Linked DNA regions of Mus musculus: region 2 is linked to region 1. Evidence: chromatin contacts called from public Hi-C data. All regions are on one chromosome and are shown on one strand. Each heading gives the region's core, a stretch centred on a gene start, on an enhancer-like site or on the middle of the called end of the contact. The rest is flanking DNA. Distances are from core to core; before and after follow the strand shown. Region 1 overlaps Scamp1 (secretory carrier membrane protein 1). Region 2 overlaps Ap3b1 (adaptor-related protein complex 3, beta 1 subunit).

Evidence for each region. A called contact is a pair of places that touch in the nucleus more often than the background predicts.
Region 2: a contact with region 1 is called in a Hi-C map of liver, with 1.7 times the contacts expected there. The contact joins two enhancer-like sites. A contact is called at or near these places in 1 of 484 Hi-C or Micro-C datasets (liver), 1 of 115 datasets of contacts at active chromatin or transcription factors (embryonic stem cells) and 1 of 9 other capture datasets (adipose tissue).

The regions. Positions count from the first base shown.
Region 1 is chr13:94,251,652-94,255,344 of GRCm38.p6, forward strand. It overlaps Scamp1 (secretory carrier membrane protein 1), which reads right to left. Exons shown (of 9, transcript NM_029153.1): 2 at 1,342-1,419. Among named protein-coding and RNA genes, the nearest start is that of Scamp1, 32 kb to the right of the region's middle. Within about 2 kb of position 1,555, at least 15 of the 459 cell types and tissues checked have an H3K27ac peak or open chromatin away from gene starts, as enhancers often do. A contact at or near this core is called in liver, where this site is marked.
Region 2 is chr13:94,397,309-94,401,001 of GRCm38.p6, forward strand. The region is part of intron 3 of Ap3b1 (adaptor-related protein complex 3, beta 1 subunit); the gene reads left to right. Among named protein-coding and RNA genes, the nearest start is that of Ap3b1, 40 kb to the left of the region's middle. Within about 2 kb of position 2,008, at least 65 of the 459 cell types and tissues checked have an H3K27ac peak or open chromatin away from gene starts, as enhancers often do. A contact at or near this core is called in liver, where this site is marked.

The DNA.
Region 1 (3,693 bases), core at 305-2,804:
ACTCTAGTTCCCGAGAATCGGATGTCTCCTTCCACCTTCCATGGGCACCAGGTTCATGGTAGACACACACACACACACACACACACACACACACACACACACATCCTGAAGCACCTAGGGACACAAAGCTACCAGTCACCTCATTAACATACATCAAATTCCAAAAGTTTTAGGATCTATATACCCAGAACTGAGGACAAGGAGCAAATACATTTATGTTTTTAATTACAGCTTTGTACAAAGCTCCTATAGAACTAAGGAGTCAATAAAATACACATTGAAGAAACCCCCAAGGAAATTCTACATGATCTTTCAGAATAATCTTCTACACTATGAAGAATACTCACCAACCAGTTAAGGATCATTATAGGGTGATAAAAATCCACATCTATAACACAAGTATGCATGGGGTGACTAACATTTTCAGAATCACAAATATTTATAACTAGGGACCTGGTGTGTACAATTATCTAAGATATCAGCGAAATTTCAGAAAACAACATTATTTGAGGAGAAAACTACTTCCAAAGTTTTTTGTTTGTTTGTTTGTTTGTTTGTTTGTTTTTGTTTTTCGAGACAGGGTTTCTCTGTATAGCCCTGGCTGTCCTGGAACTCACTCTGTAGACCAGGCTGGCCTCAAACTCAGAAATCTGCCTGCCTCTGCCTCCCAAGTGCTGGTATTAAAGGCATGCATTAAGGCCACCACTGCCCGGCCTACTTCCAAACTTCTAAAATCTTGATCAAATAAAATTGTCCAAAAGGCTTTAACAAAAAGCCCTAAGTGTAACTGGTGATGACCTTAATGCACGGCAGAACATGGTCCTTTCCACCCTCGTGAGCACACAGAGTAGGCACCCATCAGGGGAGGTCTTCTCATACCCCTGAAGTTTGAGAGGAAGAAAGTTTTTTTCCTAGAGCAAGCAGACTTCCAGAGGGAAAAACTGCTACAGCAGCAGGCGACTCAAATGACAAGCACACAAATGTCACAGGCAGCCCCATTATAAGAAAGCATCGCCGACATTCCCACAAAGGCAGCACCAACAGCAAGAGGCACGCTCCTACTTCCCAGTGCTTCCAGTGCCTCGAGGAGGTCCGCACAACACACTTTACAGAAGAGGAACTCTCAGGAACTTCTCGAGAACTATCATGGTCATCATGGTTACCACCAATGTCCTGCCCATGAAAAACAAACAATCCTAACTTGCTGAATTCTAACTAACACATCCACACAGGTTGTTTTACACTCACTTACTCCACCAGCTGAAAAAGAGTAGTTAAAATGTCCCCTATTTAACTTCCATTTAAACACTTAAGAGAAGTACAAAAAATAAATCATGCTACCGTGCGAGAGTCGGAGAAAGGGTTGTATTCATCAAGTCCCGGTGGCACATTTCTTGTCACCTGTGTGACAGATGGGTCCTGGAAAAAGAATTGAAAGAGAAAAAAAAATATGAGTTAATAATTAAGACACAATTTTGATATTTACATACTACTTGCTTTATCTGAACCTTTGGTCTCAGCAAAACAAAGCAAACTGAAAGTACTGTCAGATATATTCAACATTTCAACAAAGGTAATATTTAAGCCGGCAGCCCTCACACCCTCAAAGAAAAACAAATAAAACATGAGTTAGGCGCAAGTCAGCTGCTAGTCGGTATATAAAGATCGAAGTAGGCCCACCTACTTGCTGTGTGGTGCTGACTGCCTTAGGACACTTAAACCCACCATTTGTCAGATCAACATAAAGTTCATACCCTCCCCCCGTTATGACACAGGGTCTCACTCTATAGCCAGGCTGGCTTTGAACCCTTGGCAGTCCTAATGCCTCAGCCTCCTGAGTTCTGGCTTCATATCTGGCTTCATGGTCTCCTTTTTACTTTTGTGATGTTTTATTATGTTGAGAATTTCACACATGAGTAATTATCTACATCACTCCTGCCCCTTCCTCTAAACCCTCCTATGTTCTACCTCCTAAATCATGATCTCTTCTTTAATTACTATTGTTATCTGTGTGTGTGTGTGCGCACACACACACACACACACACACACACACACACAGAGGTATGTATGAGTACACAGAGAGAGAGACACACACATGTATATTGCCGAGTCTAGCATGGCTTTGGTGGGAGTGGAATGGCTTGAGTATCAATGGCGGCTGAGGGGTAAGGCTTGTTTGAATAATAATATACATTATTTTTATGTTCCTCCGAGGAATGTTTTTCTGTAAGGTTAATGACTCCATGATAATCAGAGACAGCATGAGTTCGGGAGGCAAAGGTGTGTCTATGTCTCAGCAAAATGGTAAATGCTGGGATCTTTAGGTCAGCCTTTAAGGCGGTGGAAAAGAACTCTAAAAACATGAGTCTGAAAATATATAATTTCTCAACTATGCGACAATATAAGGATGCAATATGAATTGTATGAGGATCTTCACAGACCTAGAGGAACAGAGGCAGCTACTGCACTATGAGCCCTCTGTGAGAAAGATGCTGAGGAAAGAGGTAAAGAGATTTAGGGAGCGGTGACTGCAAGGCAAGATCCCGCCCAGCTAAGTGTTTTGTTTACAAAGGCAGGTAGATTCTTGAATTTAAGGTCAGTTGGAACAGTACTAATTTAATTTAATTTAATTTAATTTAGTTGTGTGGTCAGAATGGTAATCTCAGGACAAGGGGCCACACCCAGCTAAATTTACAAAGAGGGCAGATCTCTGAAATTTTTTTTCAATGTTAAAAAAAAATGTACTTGTCCTTTCTTTCTTTCTTTTTTTTTTTTAAGAGTCGAGCTAAGGTCTTGGCATGCAGTCTGTGGGACAGTCAAGAGGGAGCCCAGAGTAAAAGACTGAGTTGAAATGTAAATAAAAAAACTGGGCTTTTGGTCTGCAGGAGATGAGCCAGCAGAAAGTGAGAGCAGGAAGTGATTTTTGTAGAATTTTTTTCTATCGAGAGTTGAACAGAATTAAGAATTAAGAATTTTTTTAAACGGGATTTTTTATTTTAGTCAAAAGTCCATGGAAAGGGAATGCAGCTCTTGTAGAATTTTTTTGCAGTGGGATTTCTGACCTCGGTTAGAAATCCCAGGAATTCCTTAGAGAGCGAGCATAGCTCTTTCAGCATGTTTTCTAGCAGCTAGGCAGAGAAGGCTGTCTGAAGAACAAACATTGCTTTTTTAGAATTTTTTTCTGGCTTTCTGATTTTGATTGGAAAACTCAAGAATTACTTTTAGAATTTTTCTAACAAGATTTCTGACTTGAACTTTTTATAGTACCTTTTCTGGCTTTGGTCAGAAAACTCATGAGCTATAAAGAGAACCTTTAGAATTTTACTGGCAGAGAGAGCTGTCTCAATTAGAAAGCTAGCTGTCTCAAAACCACTAATAATAACAAAATGGGAACACAGCCACTCCCCAAAATACACAAAACCCAGCAAGTATACACCAAAAAATAATGATGATAATAATAAATAAGCCACTATAACACCTTCATAAGTTCATAACTCAATAGCAAAACCAACGATACTGAGACTGATAAAATGCCAGAAAAAGAGTTCAGGCTGTGGCTAGAGAGAGATCTCAGCAGTTTTTCAGAATAGCAAAAATATTCCTCAGATAAAATATATAAGGCTTCTGACCATTAGCCCAGCCCCACCTACTTCTCCAGCCTTGCCAACTCTCACAGTCACCTCACCTTGGCAT
Region 2 (3,693 bases), core at 758-3,257, 150 kb after region 1:
TTATCTTTATTTAATTTCATTTCTCTGGTCAGAAGGCATTTGGTACCCAGTGTGGTATAGTAGTGTTTCCTGTGCCATCTTGGATTTGTCCCGCCTACTGCACTCCCAGGTTTCTTCTGGCCTCGGGTACTTTCATGTCAGGTACTTGCATGTCGCTTATGTACAAGCCTAAGACTCTGGTACTTTTGTGCAGAGCGGATTTGACGTTTATACAATTGCAAAGCATGGTTAAAGCTGGCCTTAGTGTTACCAGGAATGGAGTCTCAGCAGTAATGATTGCTAACATGTAAGAATGCTCTCTGTGCTGAGATTGTTAGTGTTTCACACAAATGAACAACACCGTGAAACTAGATCTGTTTCCCTGTGTGTATTTTCCAATGAAGACATGATGGAGGATACACTGAAGTCACAGCAGATGTTTGCGGTCACCATCCAAAGCCAGGGAGTGTCCCAGCCATTGCTCTCTCAGTGCCATTCTCTGTGCTTGAAGCTTTTCTCCTGTTCTACCTTGGCCTCTGACCCCTCCCTCATCAGCACTAGGTATGAGCCACGCTGTGGGAGGCGTCTGGTGTGCGGATGATCTTTTTGTTGTGGTAGATATGGAGAGGAACGATGGAGTCCATGAAGCTGGTAGTAAATTCACTTGCTCTTCCTGGACCTTTCGTCGTGGAAACAGAACACTTTTCGTTAATTTTGCTCACTGAGAGCTGCTTGTCTGGCAGGTGGTTATGCAGGAGACCTTGCTGTCTCCTCCTTTTCCTCTTCTGCCCCCCAGTTCTGCTGTGTTGCCCAGGACTCTGTAAGAGAAGTTTTAGTAGAGTCATTATTGCTGGTCTCTTTCTTTTAAATATGCTTTTAGTTTTATTTGATGTGTATGGTGTCTGCCTGCGTGTGTGGCTTTGTACCGTTTGTGTACAGTGCTCATGAGAGCAGAAGAAGGTGTTGGATCCTCTGGAACTGGAATTACAGATGGTTGTGAGCCACCACGTGGGTGCTTGACACGACGTCCTCTGTGTCCCCTGTAAGAGCACCAAGTGCTCTCAGCCACTGGTCTCCCCATTTGCCTCTGGGCTGTTTGCTTTTGATGTCTTTGTTCTTTAAAACTTTGTGATTTTTTTGGTGGGGGGAATATACTTAATCTAATATTATGGAAAACCTGAAATGAGCTTCTTAGAAACCTGTGCTCAGAGAATTGATTGATGTTTTCTTGCTGCCAAGTGAGAAATTTCATTTTTGTAAGTGTATGCTGCCTTAGATACACAGGGGAGCCATCTGGTACGTCATCTGACATGAGATGTCAGATGATACAAAAAGTGACCTAGAAAGCAGTCGGCTAGCGTACAAAAATAATCAAAGCGTTAGTCAATAACTCATGAAGTTTGATGCAGTGGTATCGATAAGCTAATTAAACAGATCTGCCTGTGTTCTTGCAGACTGCCGGGGCCCTGCTATGATTAGCTTTACAGCAAGGAGTGTTGTAACATTGAATGAAAGTAACTGATCAGAGAGTGGCGTAGTCACGGACCTTCAACTACTCCCATTTCTGCTCACAGAATGGTCTCAGGGAAAGTAGGCTTTCTGTGCACACCTGCAGCCTGGCAGTGCATAGGCCTCTTGTGGTCAATATTGATTGATTCTTATAACAGAACTGGAACAAATTTAGTGTTTTGCAACCTTCTGTGATTTAATATTGTTATGCTTTTTGCCATAACAGTCACAGAAATCCTCCTCCAATTGTGAGTAATTACAGCGAAGCCTGCTAGCTCAGCTGTGGTTCTGAGTCATTATCAACCCTAGCTCCATCCTGGAGTTCATAATACAGTTTTAAAGCTCGCTGGCTGTCCTGAGAAACAAAAGTGTTGTTGAGAAATAAATCCCAAGGAAATCAGGGCAGCGTGGACTCTTAGTGTTTTTTTTCTCTAAAACTTGGCTGTGCAGAGTTGGCTCTGAGCATGATTGGGAAGGACAAAGAGCACTTGGAGTGGTTGTTCCAAGCAGACAGAACAAGTTCCACAATCATCATCATGCTCCTCGGGTGCACTGTGGCTTTTAGACATTGCTAGTCAGTGGCTTACAACTGCTGGGGACATTAGATCCCATGGGTAGTTACAGAGCTTTGATCAGCAGTCCAGTCTGGCTGGCAGGATACAGTTTAACTCAAGCACCTTCAGTCCTAGGTGATTCGAGAACTTTCTGATTGACATGTGCTCTAGCTGATAACCTGTCAGCCAGCAGGTCTTGGCTACTTTCTAGCAGAGCTGCATTCAGGAACTTAAAACTCGAGCTGGGAAGTTGTGGCCATCTGTTTTCAAAGAACCATCTATCACAGGATCGGCATTATGGCACCGACACGTTAAGACGTTGCTTTGAATCAGAAATGTTAGTTGTGGTTTGGATCTTTTAGCTTCTTCCACTTTTAAACTAGCATCCCTTACCTGGTTTGGTTTCTGTCTAAACTGGTCTTGCCTGGTCTTGGAACCTATGGTTTGTCCCTTATGTGAAAACTCACTTGAGATGATTAAATGGGACAGCATTACGTATTCATCTTTGGACTTTGCAGACTCCGAAGTGTGAGAAGCACCTATTGAACAAAAGAAGTCACATGGAGTATGATTGGGAATTTAGGCAAAAAGTTCGCTGATTAAAGAGATGGGGATCCTGGAGTAAGGCACCCTGACCTCACAGAGTAACAACAGTTCCTATTGGCTTGTTAACATGAACTTCCAGGGCTAGGGTCATCACGGTACAGATCTGCACATGTGTCAGGAGACCGGTTCTTTTTTTTTGTTGTTTTTTTCCAAGACAGGGTTTCTCTGTGTAGCCCTGGCTGTCCTGGAACTCACTCTGTAGACCAGGCTGGCCTCGAACTCAGAAATCTGCCTGCCTCTGCCTCCCAAGTGCTGGGATTAAAGGTGTGCGCCACCACGCCCGGCTAGGAGACCGGTTCTTACATAGCAAAGCTGAATGCTAGACATTATGTATGATTTATTAAAGGTTAGATGATGTAAAGCCTTTGTCTATAAATACAAAGTTTTTTCCTGCCTTAAAGAACAAGAGATGTGAGTGTAGTCCTTTAGTTCCAGGACTGAGGAGGTCAAGGCAGGGCTCCTGAGGTCCTGACCAAGTTAGGCTATAAGGAGGCTCAGTCTCAACAGATATTTTATGAAAAAATTATTTTGGGGATTGCGTAATTTTACTGGGTTTTCAGGTATCCCTCGGGGAGGGTACTAACTCCTTTTCTTAGGTAATAAGTCAATAGGAAACTGGAGGACAGATCTCATTGGCCAGAACACGGAGGCCTCCGGAAAGCGCCCCTGCATCCCCACAGACACATCCTGTTTGTGTGTTTCTGCCTCTGTGACCATCAGCAAACCTGCCTCCCCTTTGACTTGCGGTAGTGACTGTGCTTAGTGGAAGTGAGCATTGAGAGCAGAGGCAGTGTAGGCCGTGGGAAGTCAGAGCGTGAGGTGAAGAATAAGGGAAAATAAAAAATAAAAGTGAGCCAGAGAGTGCTTTCCTCTTATAACCAGAAAGAAACACTGAAGAGCTTCCTCAGGTGAAAGGCACCCAACAAGACGAGGTGCTTCTGTACAGCCAGGACCCCGAGTCAGAGAAAACATGCTTTATAAGATATTGGAAGCTTAAAATATGGATTAGGTATAGGGTACTAGGCTTGGACTGATGTGACATTTC